Linked DNA regions of Mus musculus: region 2 is linked to region 1. Evidence: chromatin contacts called from public HiChIP or PLAC-seq data. All regions are on one chromosome and are shown on one strand. The core of a region is the stretch at or near the end of the contact, and the rest is flanking DNA. Distances in the headings are between cores, read along the strand shown. Region 1 overlaps Adgrv1 (adhesion G protein-coupled receptor V1). Region 2 holds the start of Lysmd3 (LysM, putative peptidoglycan-binding, domain containing 3).

What was found. HiChIP or PLAC-seq counts read pairs in DNA pulled down with a chosen protein or histone mark.
Region 2: a contact with region 1 is called in an H3K27ac HiChIP or PLAC-seq map of microglia, with 4 times the contacts expected there. The contact joins the promoter of Lysmd3 here to the enhancer-like site in region 1. A contact is called at or near these places in 1 of 39 promoter capture datasets (neural stem cells), 1 of 484 Hi-C or Micro-C datasets (myeloid progenitors), 3 of 115 datasets of contacts at active chromatin or transcription factors (extraembryonic endoderm stem cells, microglia and pancreatic cancer cells) and 1 of 9 other capture datasets (liver).

Annotation. Positions count from the first base shown.
Region 1 is chr13:81,134,259-81,139,396 of GRCm38.p6, forward strand. The region is part of intron 87 of Adgrv1 (adhesion G protein-coupled receptor V1); the gene reads right to left. Among named protein-coding and RNA genes, the nearest start is that of Gm32639, 33 kb to the left of the region's middle. Within about 2 kb of position 2,698, at least 150 of the 459 cell types and tissues checked have an H3K27ac peak or open chromatin away from gene starts, as enhancers often do. A contact at or near this core is called in liver, microglia, myeloid progenitors and 1 more, where this site is marked.
Region 2 is chr13:81,655,454-81,660,389 of GRCm38.p6, forward strand. It overlaps Lysmd3 (LysM, putative peptidoglycan-binding, domain containing 3), which reads left to right and starts at 2,353. Exons shown (of 3, transcript NM_030257.1): 1 at 2,353-2,483.

The DNA of each region.
Region 1 (5,138 bases), core at 1,448-3,947:
ACTTTACACAATAAAAATACATCTTAAAATTCAATGTGTATCATGTCTTTTTGAGGAGTGAATAAAAAAAGAAACAAACAAACAAAAAGAAATAGGTAAGGACATGACTGGTCCCAGATTCAGCACCAGGTGAATGAAAGAAAGAAATAAAAGGGGGAGAACATGACTGCTCCCAGGTTTGGTAGAGGAGAAAGCCTATTACATATGTGGGAGTCCAGAGATAATATGAGTCATGTAAGGAGACAGCACAGGGAAAGGGAGAGGGGAGAGAGGGGAACCAGGCAGAAGGCCCAAAAGAGAGTAGAAGGCAGGGAACAGATTACCAAACTGGTCAGATTACAGAGCAAGCAAGGGCAGCCCAGTCCCTGGCCTGGAGAAGTTTAGGGTGGGGTGGGGTATGTTAGCCAGGAGGCCCTGTAACAGCTAGGGACTGAGATGATAGGACAATTTTTGATGTGTCACATAGGCACCTCAGCCATCTGTCTCAAGTTTGAAACCCAACAATGAGAATGTTAGGAAAGTTTCCACTGCTGTGATAAACTTGACTCATACAAAAGTTTTATTTTGGTTCAAAGCTTCAGATCCTGGTAGCTCCCTTCACTGTTCTTACGCCGACGGGGGTGGGGTGGAGTGGGGGAGGGGTAACAACACCAAGGTAGAAGTGTGTGGCATGAGAACCTTTCTTATCTCATGACAGCTAGTAAATACTGAGGGGCAATAGGGCTCAGTGGGACAGAGTCCTAATAGCACCTTTCTAGGGCATGCCTGCCATGCCCTAGCTTTCTCTCTACTAGGTTCTACCTCCAAATGTTTCTAACACTTGCTGGAGTACCACCCTCTGGGAGCAAGCCTTTAACACATGAACTTTTGAGAAACATTTAGGACATTAAGCAGAACAGATGGGTCATGTAAGCAATACTGTTTACATAAACAATAGCTATGAAGATACAGTGATCCTTCTGTATGTGGGGAGGGTTGCTCCAGGGTTCTACTGAGGATACCATAACCTGTGCATGTTCAAGTCCTTCTTGAAAGTATTTCCATATACTGATGCACAAATTCTTATATTTCCATATGTCATTTAGACTACTTGAAATACCTAATCCAAGGTAGGGTCTGTATAAATTGTTTTATACAGATTATATAAATATAACATTAATACTATATTATCTAGGCAATAATGACAAGAAGACAAATAGGTTTGTGTTCAGTACAGGTATGATTTGTTAAGAATGTTTCCTATCTGTATTGGTTGACTCCTGACATACAAACCCGTGGAAGGATGGAGCTCTCTGGGCCCTTGGAGGTGGAGAAAACTTAAAGTCAGGGCCATCATAACACAGAGTTCTTGGGGTAAATGACTTGATGCCAGAGAATGCATTGAAAATTCTTAGGCTCAGAGAGGAAGTGGATGATTAGAGCAGAGACTTAAGTACGCCGGTCAGAGAGGCCTACTTCACTTCCAGGTCAGTGACACTCCTAACCCCTGGGAAGTGGAATCCTGGAGCACTTAGCTCCATGCTGGGCACACAGTATGTACATGTTAAAAGCCGCTTTATAACTTAGGAGGAGAACGATCAGCAGAGGGGAGGAAAGAGCGAGAAGAGAGGCAAGAGGAAAGAGGGAAGAGAGAAGAGCCTGATGGTCTTAAATAATCCTCAAAATTTATTCTGGTTAAATGTACTTTCTGTCAGTAAGCTGTTAAATACAGTTTACTGTAAACCAAATCAACAAACCATGCACACATGCGTTCCGAGGCGCGGGGTGGATGACGTCATGCCCATCCCCCTCCCTCCACGTTATTTTACCCTTTATGATGGTTCCAAGTCTTCTGTTTGTTTGGTCGGGATCCAGCATTAACCTACCACTTCCTTGAAGTCTTCTGGGCACTCACTAATTTATAGTAATCTCTTCTGGTTCCACCCCTGCAGCGTCATGTTCTGTATTTCCCCTCATTTGGCACTTTGTCCTCCACTGCCTGGGGCCGTTCCCTGAAGACCCACTCTCCCAGTTCCCCTGCTCTGACAGTCAAGCCCGTAAATCTTAATTATAAGGCTAGGATATGATCCTCACTAAATCCTAGTTACATTCAGTGTCTTATTTGAAACTTCTAGTGCCCCGCTCCTCTCCCACAAATCCACTTGCTCTGGAGAAATCTGGTCTTGAGATGACTAACAAGTTCTAGCACCTCATCCCCAGCCTGACATTTTCAAATTATTTACATACTTCATCATTTTCCAGTGTGTACTACCAAAACAACGTTTATATTAAAAACACATTTAATCATCCAACATTTTTCCCTAAGAACTGTGCTGATGATAGCCAGGGGCACTGTCCCACTTAGAGGAGCTGAAATAAGGAAAGGTCCCCTGCTTGACCAAATGATAGACTGGGAGTGGGGTTAAAAGGAGAAATGAGGTCAGCCCAAGACAGTCTGGTGGCCTCGAAAGAGAAGCTGGTGCCACAGTCAGCACACTAGGTCCACTGGAAGTACATACTTCCTCATGTGCCAGATGCAGCCAGTCATGGGCTGTGTGTTTACTTTGCTTTGAGAAGTGGCTTTGCTTCTTGTAAGTTTTTTTTGTTTTTTTCTTCTTGTGGAAGAAGGCCAACACATGACATAATCTGTTTGCAACACTGGGCTAGAGACAGGATTGTTCTGTGACTTGGCCCCGTCATTTCTGAACTGCTGCTGTAGAAAACAGAGAGGGACTGAAGAACAGAAAACAAAAACAGGGCTGGGAGCAACAAGGGAAAGGCAGTGCTCGGGTGGGCCTCATTCACAAGCAGCCGGCAGCACACACAGTAAGATACAGTTTGATTCCTTAACGTCACGAGGCAGGCGTCCAAGTTCCAGATCATCCACAGGTGTCTGTTTTGTAGTTCACAACTTCCTGCTTTCAAAATCCCGGTAATGAGATAGTGACTGCCTCGAGCCAAAGATGAAGTAGCTACTATCAGTGTGGAAGCCCCATTACCACCCCACCCTCCAGGGGTTGTTTCTTACCCATGGACTTTATTCTTTAGGTACCGATCAGGCAGCTGAGCCTCTGCCCAGTGCAAGACGACTTAGTAGAGATATGAGTTATTGTAAAGGGGGCCTTTGCAGAGTTTATATGTAAGACAGGTAGATAACTAGACAGTGCAGTGTGCTGCACATGAAGCAAAGCAAGATGAATTGGTAGCTTTTGTTCAGGATACAAAATCAGGAAGCTGGGTGTACAGCAAGCACCAAGACTTATCCCAAACCATTTAATCCTTATTTGTTTTCATAATGAAAATTGGGATGCTTTCAAAATCAATAGACTACCATCCCGTTAATCCATCACCTAAACAGCTCCCTCTGCCTCCTTCCTAAAGTCACAATGACTGTTGAACGTGCTAGAAGGAAGCCAGTCTCACAGCGCCATGAGTTCCTCATGGCCCCTGGAAGAATTGCTTGTAGCGTTGTTTAAAATCTAATCACCCTGCTTAGAATTATAATTTCAAACAATCAACAGGATCCATTTGGGCCTTCTACTGTAGTTACTGGGAGCTATATGGCTTGTTTAAGTAAATATCTGTGAGCCCCTTCAGCAAGATACCACAGCTAATGTGCTGTGTGAAGATTCCAGTAACTGCCACTCTTTACTGCTGGAAACTGAGCATAGGATCCTAGGGAAGGCAGAATTTTCTGCTGGTTTCAACTGTTACTTCTGTGGATGGGGAGGGAGGAAACACTATAGTATATTTTCACTTGAACTGAGCTGCTCAGTGCCATGACGTTCAGCCTTTTGTTGTTATGATTGTTCTTTTCTCCTCAGTGTATTTTATGGTTCATTTTCTAGGAACAGAGCAAAAGTGCCTTTGTATATTGACCTATCAGTTGCCCTTGTCATTTATAACGAAAGGAGAGAATGAAAACTTTAGATAACACTAGTCCTTGATATCAACTTTGGTTCTGTGGACCTGAGCAAATCAGTAAGTTACCTTGAGCTTGTATCTTCATACCTCTGAGTGAGATGGCTACACTAACTGCTAGCTTAAGATCTGTTTTCAGTGTGAAATGATTTTCATTCTTTAGCAATTATGGTGCCGATCTAATATGTGGGACACCGGGAGGAGCAGAGCAATGGGGGCAAATGGAAAGACTTCTTGGAGATATAGCTTCATGTTGTAGTAGTGGCCCACAATTTCTTTGAAATAAAAATGAGAAATAGAAAGTAAATACAGTCATCATAAATTTGTTAAATAAATATGGAAATTTAAGAAGCCTGCACCGAAACTTCTCTAAAGTATGTTCTAGAACTCTAAAATTCCAGTCTCACTGTCTTTAAAAGTGTCTAGCAACTGGTCATGGTGGCATCTGCCTATCATGTCACCCTCAGGGAGCTGATGCTGGAATACAACAGGCTCAAAGCCAGGTCAAGATATGAGGCAGCCTAGACAAGGTGAGACCTTGTCTTAGAACAAAAAAAGATTTCTGTAAATTTCTTATAGCAGTTTAGCCTTCAGAAGCAACTGAACATTTAAGAAGCTGTGACATTGTAGGAACACAGACTTTCTTTATCCATCCAATTCTAGAAATGATATAATAATTTTTTTTTAATTAAAAACCCTTCTTGTCTGGGCACATGACTTAGTGGATAACATACTCACAGCTTAAGCATGAGGAAAGTGTGGAGCCTACAGCCCACATAAAGCCATTGGTAGCAGCATGTATCTGTAATCCTAGCATGACTATGGCAAGATGGAAGGTGGTGACCGATAAAATACAGAGAACAGTAGGGCCAGTGATATGGGATACTGGGTAAAAGTATTGCCATGGAAACCTGATGGTCAGAACCCATGGTCCAAAGGGTCAAATGACTCTTAGAAGTGGTCCTCTGACCTCCATATATGCACTGTGGCAGACATGACCACACACATATGCCACACGCACATGTACATGCATATACAGATGCACACATACATACACAAGTACACATGTATACACATACACACACCCCTGCTACCATTTCCTGTACTCTAAAGACAAGATAAGGTTGCTCACTTCAGTGCTATTTCACTATGTGCTGAACTGCAAGTTCCTCTGCACTTCTGATGCCACAGGCTCTCAGCTCTGCGGGAGGTGCCACTGTGGTGAGATGCAGGAGGAG
Region 2 (4,936 bases), core at 1,103-3,602, 520 kb after region 1:
TTCTTGCTTTTTGGTCATGGAATTTTGTCACAGCAATGGATACCTTAACTAAGACAGGTGTCCCGTTGTCCTGCTGCTTAAGTCCTCTCAGACAGAATTGTCTACGGACTGTGAAGCTCCACTGGTGGCCAGCAAGTCCCAGTGGTCCTTCTGAATTCACTCTCCTGGACCCCAGAACCCAGAAGGTTACAGGCACACATGCAGCCATGTCTGGATTTTTATTTAGGTTTTCTGCTCCAAGCACATGTTCTTATGCCCAGGATTTTGTTTTTTAAAAAAGAACTAAATCTGCAATGGCTGGAATATATTTCTCGTACATATTCCTTTTCGGAGACAAATTTATTAATAAATCTGTAAAGAAAGAGGAATCTAAATCTTTTGATCAAGTACTATATTGTTTTAAGGAAGTCAAAGGATCCTGCTATTCCTTTGAGGAGCACTCTGATTGTTTTTCCTTTTGACATTAATCTGATAAACATTCCTAAACTTATTTGTTAAATCTGATTCAAGTGTTATGTGTCAGTGAATTTAAGGCAGGTACTAAGCAAAGTTAAACCCTAGTTAACTTTATTTTTAATTTTAATGCATTTTAGCAAACAGTGCTCCTCACAAGTGGTATCAATTTACTCTCTACAACACTGCATTTACTCTGTCTCAGTCTAAATGTTAGCTATAAAACTACAAATTCCTAGAATCATGTACTTCTCAACTGAACAATTTTAACGGACAACATAGCAGATGAGATCTGAAAAAAAACCTACTACTTTTGGCCTTCGGATTGCTGAGAACACCCTCTTTTCCAAAGACAAATACTTGTTCTTACCGGCCAACTTTCTGGAACTCAGCCAACATTCGTGGCTAACTGCTTCTTTTGTATAGTCTAATAATAAAATATACACATAGTGTGCCCTTTTGGTAAACAAATACTCGATTTTAGTTAGATACAAACAATCATTCAAAAGCTTTGCAGATCTCGTGTAGGATGTTTCTTCAAAGCAAACAGGTAGTAGTCCTGAAGAAATGCTTGGAATTCGTTCTCCCTCAGACTCTCCCAAGGATTCCATGGCCTATTGACATTAAAATAAGAAAAGTAACCTACTTGCAAAAAGACGGTTGCATTCCATTAACATTCATGAGGCCTGAACAGCCGAGGCCCTACACATCAAGAACGGAATATATCCTTTGTCTCCTGATGAGAAAATGTCTCCGTGATAAATGGTTACAGACAGCGGTGTCACAGGGGCAAGAGCTCAAAGAATAACTTGGGCAAACTTTTTTTTCCCCGGTTGTCTTTGCCTGGAGTTCTTTGTAGCATTGTTCAGCACAGTGCCTTGTCCTTTCAAGTAAAAGGCGCTTATTGCAATGTAAGTAAAATCCCAGTCCTTGCAGAGGCACTTCTCAGAAAACCAACCGACCAAGGAACCAACAGAACAAACAAACAAACAAACAAACAATCAAACAAAAAACCCTTTGGAAATTGGAACAGCGTTCCAAAGGCTTTATAATTACTAAGTATTCGGACTGTAAAGAAAAGTGTGGTACGTCTTTAGGCAATGTTGACCTAAATGGGTAAGCATTTAGTCAAGTGCATTGTCGGTCGTCAGCACAAAACACCAGGTGCACCTTTAAAATGTCATACATCATTCGCATAAATACAAACACTGTATTTACCACTTCGGCAAATTTCTAAAAAAAAAAAAAAAAAAAAAAAAAAAAGTCAGAAGAGAGGTATTTATTTCACTGCCATAGATAGTGCAACACCAATGGCGTCCTGTTAATTTTCAAATCCAAGTAGGTTAGTTACAAGTTGTTGACAACTTTGTCCCATCAAAGTGCAGCTCCAGGGCACTGTGAGCTTAGCTTGGCTAGGTGGCTCACTCTGCTGACCTACAGACCCAAGGCACTCTGCCTGTCTTGTTTGCTGCTCTAGGGCTCGTTCGATATGGTAAAGCACGGCCCAGTGTTTTTGCTTTCTTCTGCCCCACCGAGAAGAAAGTGCCAGATACAGAGCATTAAGAAATGCACAGCGGCTCTCCATTGGCTCTTCCTCAAGCATGCCCTCCGCTCAGTACGTTTCTTAGCCAGGAGGACCCGTTGGGTTTAGATTCACAGACTGCAGGAGTCCAACACGGCCCGGCGGCCCCCGGACGGGCGGGGCTAGAGGCGGGGCTGAAATCAGGCCCCGCCCCGGCCGCATCGGCGCGCCTGCGTGCTGGCGTGGGCCTGCGGTTGGCCGCGGGGTTCTGGGTTCCCCGCCTCCGCCCGCGCCCTCGCACCTCCGCCTACTCTACGCGATGACGCACCGCAGGTTTGCGGACGTGGCGGCGGCTGTCGGTGCGGAAGGCGGGGACGGCGGCGACGGCGGCGACGGTGGCAGAAGCGGACCCAGACACCGGAGAACCTAGAGTCGGTCATGAACGTCTCCGGGGCCGCGGCTGTGGTGGAGGACATAACCGTGTCGCCGCGCCCCTGCTAGAGGACAGGTGACGGTGGCTGTGGGGCGGGGCGGGGCAGGACGTCGATCGGGGGGTCACCGTGGGGCGCTGTCCCCGGTTCGGGAAGGACTCTTACCTCCCGGTTTTGGGCAGCCCTTTCCGGGCCATTCTGCCTGTCCCCTTAGCATCTGCTCCGAAGCGTCCCAGTCTGACGCGGCGACTTAGAAATCAGAGATGTAATCTTTGCGGGGGACGTCCGGAGGAAAGGGAAAAATAAAAATAAAAGCGAGTGGAATGGAAGAGGGAGGAAGTTTGCAGTTGTTGCTTAGGTTTAAAATTGGCCCTGGAGAATAGGATCGGGGTGATTCTGTCCTAAGTGCTGAACTGGCTTGTGCCCTGTGAGTCTTCTCTTGCTCCCTGCCGAAGGTCAAGACCAAATATTAATATGCAGCAATTAATATGTAGTACCTAGGGATTTGAGAGGTCGCTTTCCGGTCTAGACCGGGTGGATGAAAACATGCTCACGATACCCATTGATGATCACTTTCAGGACGTTTGTCAGCAGTGCAGTATGCAACATGTTCTAGTTTTCTGAAGCCATAGATTCCATAGATAATTCAGAGAGGTAAAGAGAATTGAGGCTGATGGCTTTGATTCCGTGTACTTTCTAATCTTTAGTAGATTGACATGTCATTACCTTACTGGGCCAAAGTGCAGCTTGGCACTTGGATTACAGATGAACAGTCAGACCGTAGTGTCCAGATTGTTTATTTTGCTTTCCTGTCATTTTAGAGGAATAGAGACAGATGCGCGAAGACGGGAGTCTTTTGATTCCTGATTAAGACATGGTGAGGGAAAGACTGATAGAAGAACACATTGTTTCAAATGGCTTCTGGGTATTAGTCAGTAATTTCAGAGAGCTGTACTAAGAATGGGAGGGAGAGCGCTTTAGAGGGATAGCATACCTAAGGCAACGTAACCACCCATATGCATTGCTTTAGATCTAATCTTTTCTGCTTTTGATGGATGCTTTTGAGGATCTGAAACAGATACTTCCTGAGGTAGTACATGTATGTATGTATGCAACTTGCTACTGGTTCCACAAAACTGACAGACATCCTCTACATCTAAGATGTGGGCTTTTTATTTTGTTTTTAGAAAAGACCTAGATAAGGGAGTGCAAGCGTCCTTGTAGAAACAGGTGTGCTCCTTACTTTAAACTGAGATGTGAAACGTGGCTCTCATTTAGCTTGGATCTGTCAAATTTGGAGTGGTTTTTGGCAATAGTTTAGCCCCTGTGGGAGCAGCTGAAGCAAGCTACTAATATAGCTGTTAATAAATTATCTAAATAGAGACTTTTCAACTTTTAAAGATATACAGTGTCCCTGTAAAGCAAGGTCAGAAACTGGATTTTAAGGGCTGGATTTTATGAAATGAAATAGGTATGTTTTTACATAGAGAATATCATCTTTTTGTTGTCTGAGTTTTAGTTGTCTCCTGCCACCCTCCCTTGTCTGTTTGTTTTTTATTTTAGTTTTCGTTTCTTTTCATCCATCCTTCTAAACCCATTTTGCATTCCAGGATCCATGCATAATTTTTTGATGGTTTCTCTCCTCCCCCTCCCCACCCCCCGCACTGCTTTTCCAAGTTTGCTGGAAGATGTTATCTTCACTGAGATAAACACACTTGTGTGTTTAACATTTGTTCTGCTGTCTTTGAGGAATTTATTATGATTGACCTAGTTTGCTTTCTGTTGCTGTGATAAAAACCATAACCAAAAGCAACTCTTATAAGGACATTTAATTGGGCCTGGCTTACAGGTTCAGAGGTTCAGTCCAGTAAGTCAAGGCAGGAAAATGGCAGCATCCAGGCAGGCATGGTGCAGGAGGAGCTGAGAGTTCTACATCTTCATCTGAAGGCTGCTAGCAGAATACTGGCTTCCATGCAGCTAGGATAAGACTCTTAAAGCCCATGCGCACAGTGACACACCTACTCCAACAGGGCCACACATTCTAATAGTGCTACTCCCTGGGCCAAGCATATACAAACTACCACAGTGGGTTTCTTCGGCTTATACATCTCCATCCATCCTTGAGGGAAGCCAAGGCAGGCACTGAGAGACCGTGGTGGAGGATGCTGCTTAGTGGCTTGCTTTCCATAGCTTGCTCAGCCTGCTTTCTTATACAACCCAGGACCATCAGCCCAGAGGTGGCATCACAGAGGGCTCTTCCATATCTGTCATTGATTAAGAAAATGTTATCTCAGTTCCCCCCAACCCCCAACGCCCAGATTTGCCCTCAGGCTCCTCGGATGGAGGCCTTTTCTCAACTGAAGTATCCTTTCCTTTTCTCAGAGGACTCTAGTTTCGGTCAAACCGACAAAGAAAACTACCCGAAAAATAGCCAAAGCCCATCTCTGTGCAGCTCTTCTGTCCTCCAGGTTGTAAGAGAACGGTACTATATTTAGCTGTGGAGACTTTTTAACTTCTTGTTTGATGACTG